Linked DNA regions of Ovis aries: region 1 is linked to region 2. The links are chromatin contacts, called in public Hi-C maps. All regions are on one chromosome and are shown on one strand. The core of a region is the stretch at or near the end of the contact, and the rest is flanking DNA. Distances in the headings are between cores, read along the strand shown.

Region 1 (4,262 bases), core at 359-2,858, 53 kb before region 2:
GCGGTCCCGGGCCGTGGCATCTGCCTAGACCTGGCCATTCTGGACAGCGCCTTCCTGCTGTCTCAGGTGGCCCCGTCTCTGTTTATGGGCTTCATCGTTCAGCTCAGCCAGTCCGTCACTGCCTACATGGTCTCGGCGGCAGGCCTGGGTCTGGTTGCCATTTACTTTGTCACGCAGGTAGTGTTTGACAAGAGTGACTTGGCCAAATACTCTGTGTAGGGTGCTCGCCAGGCACGGAGGGCGGAGGGCCTGCCTCCCTGAGTCCAGCTCTCCCTGCTCAGCCTCCTGGGGCCGGGGCTGGTCTTGCCCTTTCCGCTGCTGCCAAAGTGGTTGGTAGGGCTCTCCACTGCCTCCCGGTGGCAGCAAGGTGCTTCTTCCCTCCCAGCCCTATGCCAGTCGTTCGGGCCGGCTGGCTTGGTTGCTCTTCAGAAGGCTTGTCTGGACTTCTCCAAGGGGAGAAGGGCAGGGCATTTAAGTAGGTCCATGCACTGGAATGCGGGACTCTGCCTGGGGATCGCCCAGGCTCAGGGTGGACAGCTGGGGTCCTGGTCAGGATATACCCAGTGAAGGGATCGGGGTAAATCCCAAATTTGAGTAAATGCAGCTGCCTGTTCTAGCACCAAGGGCCTTTATCCTGCAGGTTCTCCCATTGCCGCTCCTGCACGGGAGTTTCTACGGTGAGACTCTGCAGGATTTGCAAGTACGGAAAGGACTTGGGGGGAGCACGATCCTGAGTGGTAAAGGCAAGCTGCCCCGCCCTCCAGCACCCCCTTTCTGCTATTCCCCCTCCCCTACACTTTATTAGGACTTTGCTTGTTGGCCCCTGTGGTGCCATCACAGGGACCCTGGTCTTTAAATATTTAACTTATTTATTTAAGTAGAAGGGGAATCAAAGTGTCTAGGAGTTGGGTAGGATAAGATCCTCGGCGACTAGGTCCCCTGAGATGGTTGGTTATTGGGATGAGGGTTGCCAGAATCTCCTTCTCCTGGAGGGATTGGTCTGGCCTCCAAACTGCCTAACCTTGAGCTTGCAAACTCCACTCACCCCAACTGATACCCCAGCTCCTGGCACCTGAGGTGGGGAGGGCTAGGGAATGTGAAGGGTGGGGCTCCAGGTCTCAGCAGCCTCCCTAGAACCCCCCACCTCGTGACCCTGCCAGCCCCCAAACTCCCCCCCACTCTAGGACTGGGCCTCCAAGCCCACCTTTCCTCGCCCGCTCCACAGTCCCTTCTTTGGGGCTGTTGTGGGACCAGAAGCACAGAGTGTGGCTCTTTGAGCCTCTATCCGTCTCAGCCCCCAGGGCATATCTGTGCTTAAGAACTCTAGTGCAGAAACTCAGGAGCACCCCCTACCTGGGCTAAGGAGGTCTTATCTCTCTGGGGGTTTAAGTGCCGTTTGTAATAATGTCACGTCTTATTTATTTAGCGGAGTAAATATTTTATGCTGTATGTGAGCAATCAGAGTATAATGTTTATGGTGATGAAATTAAAGCCTTCTTCTATGTTTCACTGGTCTTTGTGTCTTTTCTGAGGGGGAAAGACCAGCCCCTGTCAAGACCGGGTCTGGGCAGCGGCAGGTCCCAGCACCGCCAGCAGGGGGAGCCACAGACCAGCACTCATCTGTCTTTTGCCTGTTGCGTTGTCCTACCCGGGGACTGGGGAGCAGCTCTGGGGGGAAGGGGAGTAAGGCACAGGGAGGGGCGCATTTTCCTTATCACAGGGCTCACAGTGTGGCCAAGAAGAGCCTCAACAAGAGGATGCCCCTAGCAGACTTAATGGTCTTTGAAAGCGTCTTTGCTTTCTGGCATTACCAGCTGTCCCAGCTCACCTTGTGTGTTTCTTGCCGTAGATCTGAAATGAGCTATTTTCTCTAAGGGCATCTGATTGACTTTTGTGGGAAAAGGTTGTTTTCCACAGTGACCATAATATTGGCATTGGGAGTACTTATTATTAGGTTGATCATTGGTATTAGGCCTTTTCTGTGGACCAAACTAGGGGAAAAAAATGTTTCACGTCAATACATGGTGAGTTTCTATCGATACTGCCTATTTAGGTTCAGGATTAGAGATTACACGTGTTTATATATATACATACATATATATTTTACTTCTCTAATTTCTACCATGCTGAAACAGAGCTCAAGGCCTGGCCTAGCATGCATGTGTATGTGTGTGAGGAGCAATAAGAGCCACTGGTCTAATGTCAGCCTTTCCGTGCCGCCAGAAATTAGAAGCTGGCCCAGAGGCATGTTCACTGTTTTTCCTGGTCCAAAGGAAATGAACTTTCTGGCTAGCCCCGCACGAGTCATCTACCTCTGTGGTTAGACTTGTTCCTATGTATTCTTCCGATGCACTTGTAAATAAAATTGTTTTCTCGGGCTTCCCTTGTGGCTCAGTGGTAAAGAATCCGCCTGCCAGTGCAGGAGACACAGGCTTGATCCCTGTGGGAAGGGAAGGAAGATCCCACATCCAAAGAGCAGCTGGGCCCGTGCACCATTAGCCTTCGCTCAAAGAACCGAGGAAGTGCACCTCCTGAAGCCTAGAGCCGAGATAAGGCCCTCTGAAATTAAAACAATCTTTTTTATATAATTTCACTTACTTATTCATTGGCTATGCTGGGTCTTTGTTGCTGCGCAGGCTTTTTCTCTAGCTGCAGTGAGAGGGGGCCGCTCTCCAGGTGTGGTCTGCAGGCCAAAGATTGTTTTCTTAATTTCAGAGGGCCTTACTAGCACAAATTTTCAATACTGGAGACCCGCTAAGCCAGCTCACAGGCTGTGAGGTCTTGTGTTGGTAGCTCTTCAGTTGTTGTTTTTTTTATATTGGATTATAGTTGATTCACAATGGTAATTCCTCAGCTTTAAACTACATTCCTCACAGAAATGCCAGCTCACTAAGAAGTACAGAAAAGGGGGAAAGAAGAAGGAAGAAAGGGGGCTCTGGAAAGAAGGAAACTGCAAGTAACCTCAAAGATACCACAAATAGGATTTACTCAGTCCTTTCCACGTGGGTCTCAGATGAGTCAAGGACACAACCTGGCCAGTGTCCTTTAAGATCATTAATTTAGATGGAAAGGAATAAGAGGTGTGATCAGGTGTGCATAGATGTATCAGGTAGGATGTACATAGAAAATTTAAGAACACGAAGCAAAGACGTTAACAGAGTTTAGAGAAAGGAAACGATTGTTGTGGAGAGAGGAGGGTCAGGCTATCCGCACCTCCCTACCTTCACCCCCCAGCGCCTGCCATCTCCCAGAACAGGATGGAGTGCTGGCTTGTGGTCTGAGCCCAGGAATTGGAGGGGGGCTGCCCCATCCTTTGTTCCTTCATGGGTCTGTCTTTCCGGCCTGGGGTGCTTCTCCCTGCAGGAACGGGAGTGGGAGGGGCGGGGGTAGGGAACACCCCCTCGGTGGGCAGCTTGGGGCTGGGGGTGCTGCTTGTGCAGCCGGGGAAAGAGCTCTTGGTTTCCAGGATCAAATTTGACTACAGCGGCCTGGCAGCTTTGTCACCGTTGGCTGGAGGGTTGTGCAGAGTTGAAACTCACTGCTACCCAACACCGTCACGAGATCTCCACACATGAGGAGGAGCATGGGGTGCCCTGGCAATCCCGCCCCTTGACTTCAGTCTGCCCTTGACTAACGCCTGACCTTTGACAAGTCATTCCACTGTGTGTATGCTGAGGGGTTAGCCAACTGTCTCTGCAGACACAGCTCTGGACTCCCGCCCTTCGTGGCTCCGTGCCACGTTCTGCTCCCCAGGATGCTGTTTAGTACCCTGCAGTGCCCAGTGACCGTTCTCTCCTTCTCGTCACACAGTCTTTGTCTACTGTCCCGTGTGCTGGACATGACGTGCACCCCAGGGCTGTGGCAATGAAGAGACACTCACTGAGCTCAGATGCAGCTGGGAGGGGGCACACCGGGAGGGCCTCCTGCCCCTTAGGGGGCTCTGTCCTGGGGAGGGGATGGCCTCTGGGAAGCGAGGTGAGGGTCCGTCCGTGGAAAGCCGCCTGGACCCCGAGACTCCCTCACAGGCGGCCGTGACTTCTCCCAGTGAGCTGAAGGGAGCGGAGCAGTGGGAGGACCCTGGGATCCTTCGCCAGGGACGGCCCCGAGGCCTGCTGAGAAGAGGGTGACTTGCCCCGGGCACACTGACGCGGGGCTGTTTCTGTGCTACTCAGTGGAAGCGAGGGGTATGGGGGAAGACTCTGCATTATCTTTGCAGCTTGTATTATTCCAATATAAAAAGTTTCTTTCTTTTTAATGTAGAA
Region 2 (4,510 bases), core at 1,161-3,660:
TCCCTCGCTGGTGCACTCAGGGTGCATGTCGAGGAGCGGCAGGTAACGTTAGGACGAAGGTGGGACGGACAGGCAGGGCGAGGACAGGGAAGGGGCTCGCCTTCCCAGTGGGGTCAGAGGCTCCCGAGGGTGTGAGAGGGGCGGAGCGCCAGCAGGCAGATGAGAGGGCGTTCCGGGTGAGGGTCCCGCCTGTGCCAAAGGGTGGAGATAGACGGCGGGTTTTGTGCCATCGAGGGGTGGCAGGTGACTGAACAGGGCGGCTGCAGAAAGGGAGAGCGCGCCAGAGGAAGGCGTGGGGGCTGTGAGCAGCTCTGCAGGGCGGCCCAGGAAGCGGCCCTCACCCTGGCTACACGGTACCATCACCCGGCAGCTGCAGTACATCAGACTGTGTGGAGAGGAAGCCCAGGCTCTGTTACAAGGGCTCCGGGTGATTAGAATGTGGAACCACATTGAGAACCTCTGATGGAGGCAAATCGGACGGCCAGGAGACAAGCCAAGAGCTGCCATGGCACAGATGGGGGCGATCAGAAATCATGAAAAGGTGGGCTCCATTAACTATTCCAAGCAGGTGAGAGGTTGATAAAGGCCTGAACCAAGGCAGGGATGGTGAGAAAAGAGGAGAGGTTGAGTGACTATCTGCAGCAGAACCAGCCGACATAACCTTGTTATTATCATTAAACTCTAACATTTGCTGATCCCTTTAACCTCTGTGGGATATACTAGGTGATATGTGATACCCACATCAGCTCATTCCTCCATTTACTTCTTTGAAGTTTGGGATTTCAAGGATCCTGGTCTCAGGATCAGCTCAGCAGATGGGTGGGCTGTAGCACTAATTGCTCTGATCCCGTCTTGCCCCACGCTCCAGCCCCCAGACACCAACTGCCCCCACTCCTGCTCCAAAGAAATCACTCATCTTTAGTGGTGGTTTTCCAACATTCTGGGGAATCTCTGATTACGTCTGAGGGTAACATTAAATGTTCAAAACATAATAATTTTTAATTAACTTGTTTTTCTGAAAAAGATCTTTGCTATGCACACTCGGGAGGCTACAGAAAGGGAAGCTTAGTTGAGAGAATCAGAGGTTTTCAAAGAGGCCATGTCACAACCGTGAATCAGGTGTGGAGTCACTGTTCCAATCCTCTGTTTCCAACAACATCCACAAGAAAACAAAGCAAGCAGGTACTTTTACTGATAAGTTATAAAACTCTTTCTCTGTGCTATAATTTTTCCCATGCATATTTGCTTTTCCTTGAACTTGGAATTTCCAGTACATGCCTGTTACCCAAAATGCCAGCTGTGTGACATGCTCAGTTGGTAAAGAATCTGCCTGCAATGCAGGAGACTTGGGCTCGATCCCTGGGTCAGGAAGATCCCCTGGAGAAGGAAATGGCAACCCAACTCCAGTATTCTTGCCTGGAAAATCCCATGGACAGAGGAGCCTGGCAGGCTACAGTCCAGGTCACACAGAGTCGGCTGAGCGGCTAAACCACCACCACCACCACCAACCACTATGGGGAAAAAGAAGATGGGAAAGAGGCGCTCACTGCTTGTCTGTGGTCTGAAATCTCACGATCCAGCATATGTTGAAAGAAGGGGGCCACGCGGGTCGGAACAACACTGTTTGTGAGCCTTTCCCACATTCAGGCTGTGAGGCCCCGGGGAGAGGGTGGGCGCGGAGGAAGCAGGGGCTCACCTCTGTACTGCAGCGCGTCCTCGGTGTAGGCCAGCATGCTGGGGAAGGTGCTGCTGAGGGACAGACCCAGGCTGGCCGTCCCCACGAACAGGAAGACCACGTTATGGGAGAAAACAAGAAGCACCAGGAACGTCACCACCACGCCGACCTGTCACAGCAGAGAAGGGGGCGCTGAGGAGCTGGGGAGCAGCTGGGTGGCCGCTGAGAAAGAAAAGCCGGTCCGTCTCCAGACGAAACGCCTCCTGGCCCCGGGCGGGCTGTGTGACTAGGGCACGGCCCTGTGGAGTGCGCGGGAACTGCACCTTCCCCAGCTGCGTCTGCCAAGGAAGGAGAACGCCGAGGACCGGAGAGACCCGGAGAGGAGGGCGAGCAGCCCCCGGCATCGCGCGGACGGCCTGCCGCGCGAGCTTAAGGCGCGGTCGCCTCCTGCTCCCCTCCGCTTACACCAGGCCTCCAAGAGTCACCTGAGAATCGCTACACTTGGCACGTTTGAAAAACACCCAACTCAGGACTTCGCTGGCGGTCCAGCGGTTCAGAACCTGCGCTTCCATTGCCGGGGGGCGTGTGTTTGATCCCCGGACGGGGAACTAAGATCTCACACGTGGCGAGGTGTGGCAAAAACAACAACAAACCGCACCTCTCGCTTACGTTCGCCTGATTGACAGAAGACGCAGGATGCCAGGGCAAGTTAGCAACTCCGCCCCCACTCGGCGTGCCCGCTCGCCAGCGGCCAGCCCAGCCGGGGCCCTCAGCCCGCTCCCCAGCTGCCTACCAGCTCCTCCCCCTCGCCTTGCCTTCCAGCCAGGACACAGACTCCCTCTCCCCATCTTCTTCCCTAGCCAACTGGAAGCGCCCTAAAGCCAGAGAGCTCCACTTAGAGAACACGGCAGCCTAGCCGTTCCCTGCAGGGCCCCGCACACAGCGTGTGTGCTCATCAACCCGTGAGTGACTGTTGAGATCCAGGAGAACATCAAGAGCAGAATAACCCTTAACCCTTAATTTTAAACGGAGTGGAATCTGAGAAGAAACCGCGGTGAATTTGAGACTTGGCAGCTGCACCCTGTTCAGGGCGGTTCAGTTACGGTCCCAGCAACCTGCCGAAGAAAAGCACTTAAAGAGCTTAAAAACAACTCAGACACCCGGGTTCCACTCCACTCCCCGACTCCCCGGGGCCGGGGCCCAGGAATCTGTATATTCCAAAAGCACATGGGGTTGAGGGGGCTAATGTATTTGGGAATCACTTGCTGTAGGATAGTGTTTTTCCAAACTTCTTGATGACAGGAACACCCCCACCCTCCAACCCCCACCCTCGGGTGTCTGTTGACGGTATAGATTGCTAGCCCCTACCCCTGGACATTCGGATTCACCAAGTCTGAGTTGGACCCAGAAATCTGATTTTCCTCTTTAAACCCAGCACCCCGGCTGAGTTTATTGCCAGTGTCTGAGTCCCGTGGAGGCCTCCGACTTCCTGCTTTCTCCCAAACTCAGAGTCACTCTGTCTTTAAGCAGCTGGCCTCGTGTGCTGGAGAGCCGGGCCACCAGCAGCCTCTGTACCCTCATCTTCTCCCCCAGGGGGACCTGCATCGCGCCACCCCTGTTCCACACGCTGCCCTCCGACCCCTCGCCTCTCCCTGGCCTCCCCATTCGCGTCCCCTCTGACCCCGTGTCCTCACAGGCTCCCTCCCTCTCTCCTCTGCCTGCAAATGCACTCACACCACCCAACTCTTGTCAAACAAGCCTGTTCAGCTCCTCACACGTCTGCTTCCTTCTCTCCCTCTCCCTTCCCTTCCCTGCTCTCAGCCCCCATCAAATCCATGCCCCCTGCAGTAGAAGCAATGAGTCCTCACCACTAACCCGCACCACCAGGGAATTCCCAAACTCTTTGAGTTTGGCTTCTACGCCACCCCCACCTCCCAGCTACATTGAACAAAAGTTCTTTCTTTTAAGTCATCAGTCAGCACAAGGCCCAATCCAAGGGCCTTTCTTGGGGCTCATGACCTTTGGCCTCTATGGTGGTGGTGGTGGTAGTCGCTCAGTCGTGTCCAACTCTTGCGACCCCGTGGACTGTAGCCTGCCAGGCTCCTCCGTCCATGGGATTCTCCAGGCAAGAGCCTCTACATTATTTCCCCACCCTCCTCTAGAAACTCAAGAAAGTACATTCTGACAGTGGATTGGACTTCTTGGAGAGGTGGTGAGTTTCCATTCACTAGGGGTGTTTAGACAGATTTTAGACCGCTTGGAAGCAGTATTATAGAGGTGATTTGAGCCCTGGTCAGAAGTTGGGCTAAACAACCTTACAGGAGTCTGTAATCTGGACCTCTTTGTCATAGGTGGTGGCGGGGATACACATCAGGATGGAAAGTCTTAACCACCTCTCAGGCCCAGACCTCCAGAGAGACTAGCTCCTTGAAGGTCATCCTACGTGCTACTCTGGGAGAGCTGCAAGATGCAAATTCCCAGGCACCATCCCCAAGATGGTGCCTCTGCCGGCCACAGCGCTCTGACCTCCTCCCTGGGCACCAGGGTGAACCAGGAAGGATCGAGGTCAGCCTTGCTTCCCTCCTCGTCCGGCAGGCTGTCAGCGGGGACCTGCTCCCGACACAGCACCAGTCACTTCCCATGGCCCCTTTCTTCAGTGGGTACAAAGTCTGAGCCCCAGAGAGAGGAAAGAGCTTTTCCAAGACCATGCAAGTGGGCCGCATGCCTTGGGTTTCCACCCCAGCATCTCTTTCCCACCCTTGTGCGTCGACATTCCACCCCCGCGCCCCGCCCCCCTCACCTGGGGCAGAGTCCAGTCTGAGAAGGTGTCCTGGG

The links. A called contact is a pair of places that touch in the nucleus more often than the background predicts.
Region 1: a Hi-C map of hypothalamus shows a contact between it and region 2, with 4 times the contacts expected there. The contact joins two enhancer-like sites. A contact is called at or near these places in 13 of 16 Hi-C or Micro-C datasets (blood, hypothalamus, liver and 7 more).

What each region holds. Positions count from the first base shown.
Region 1 is chr12:3,268,662-3,272,923 of ARS-UI_Ramb_v3.0, reverse strand. It overlaps SLC45A3 (solute carrier family 45 member 3), which reads left to right. Exons shown (of 6, transcript XM_027976217.2): 6 at 1-1,509. The coding sequence ends at 219. Among named protein-coding and RNA genes, the nearest start is that of ELK4, 19 kb to the right of the region's middle. Within about 2 kb of position 1,608, at least 5 of the 54 cell types and tissues checked have an H3K27ac peak or open chromatin away from gene starts, as enhancers often do. A contact at or near this core is called in hypothalamus, where this site is marked.
Region 2 is chr12:3,216,426-3,220,935 of ARS-UI_Ramb_v3.0, reverse strand. MFSD4A (major facilitator superfamily domain containing 4A) reads right to left here. Exons shown (of 9, transcript XM_060396284.1): 7 at 1,697-1,844. Among named protein-coding and RNA genes, the nearest start is that of MFSD4A, 19 kb to the right of the region's middle. Within about 2 kb of position 2,410, at least 29 of the 54 cell types and tissues checked have an H3K27ac peak or open chromatin away from gene starts, as enhancers often do. A contact at or near this core is called in hypothalamus, where this site is marked.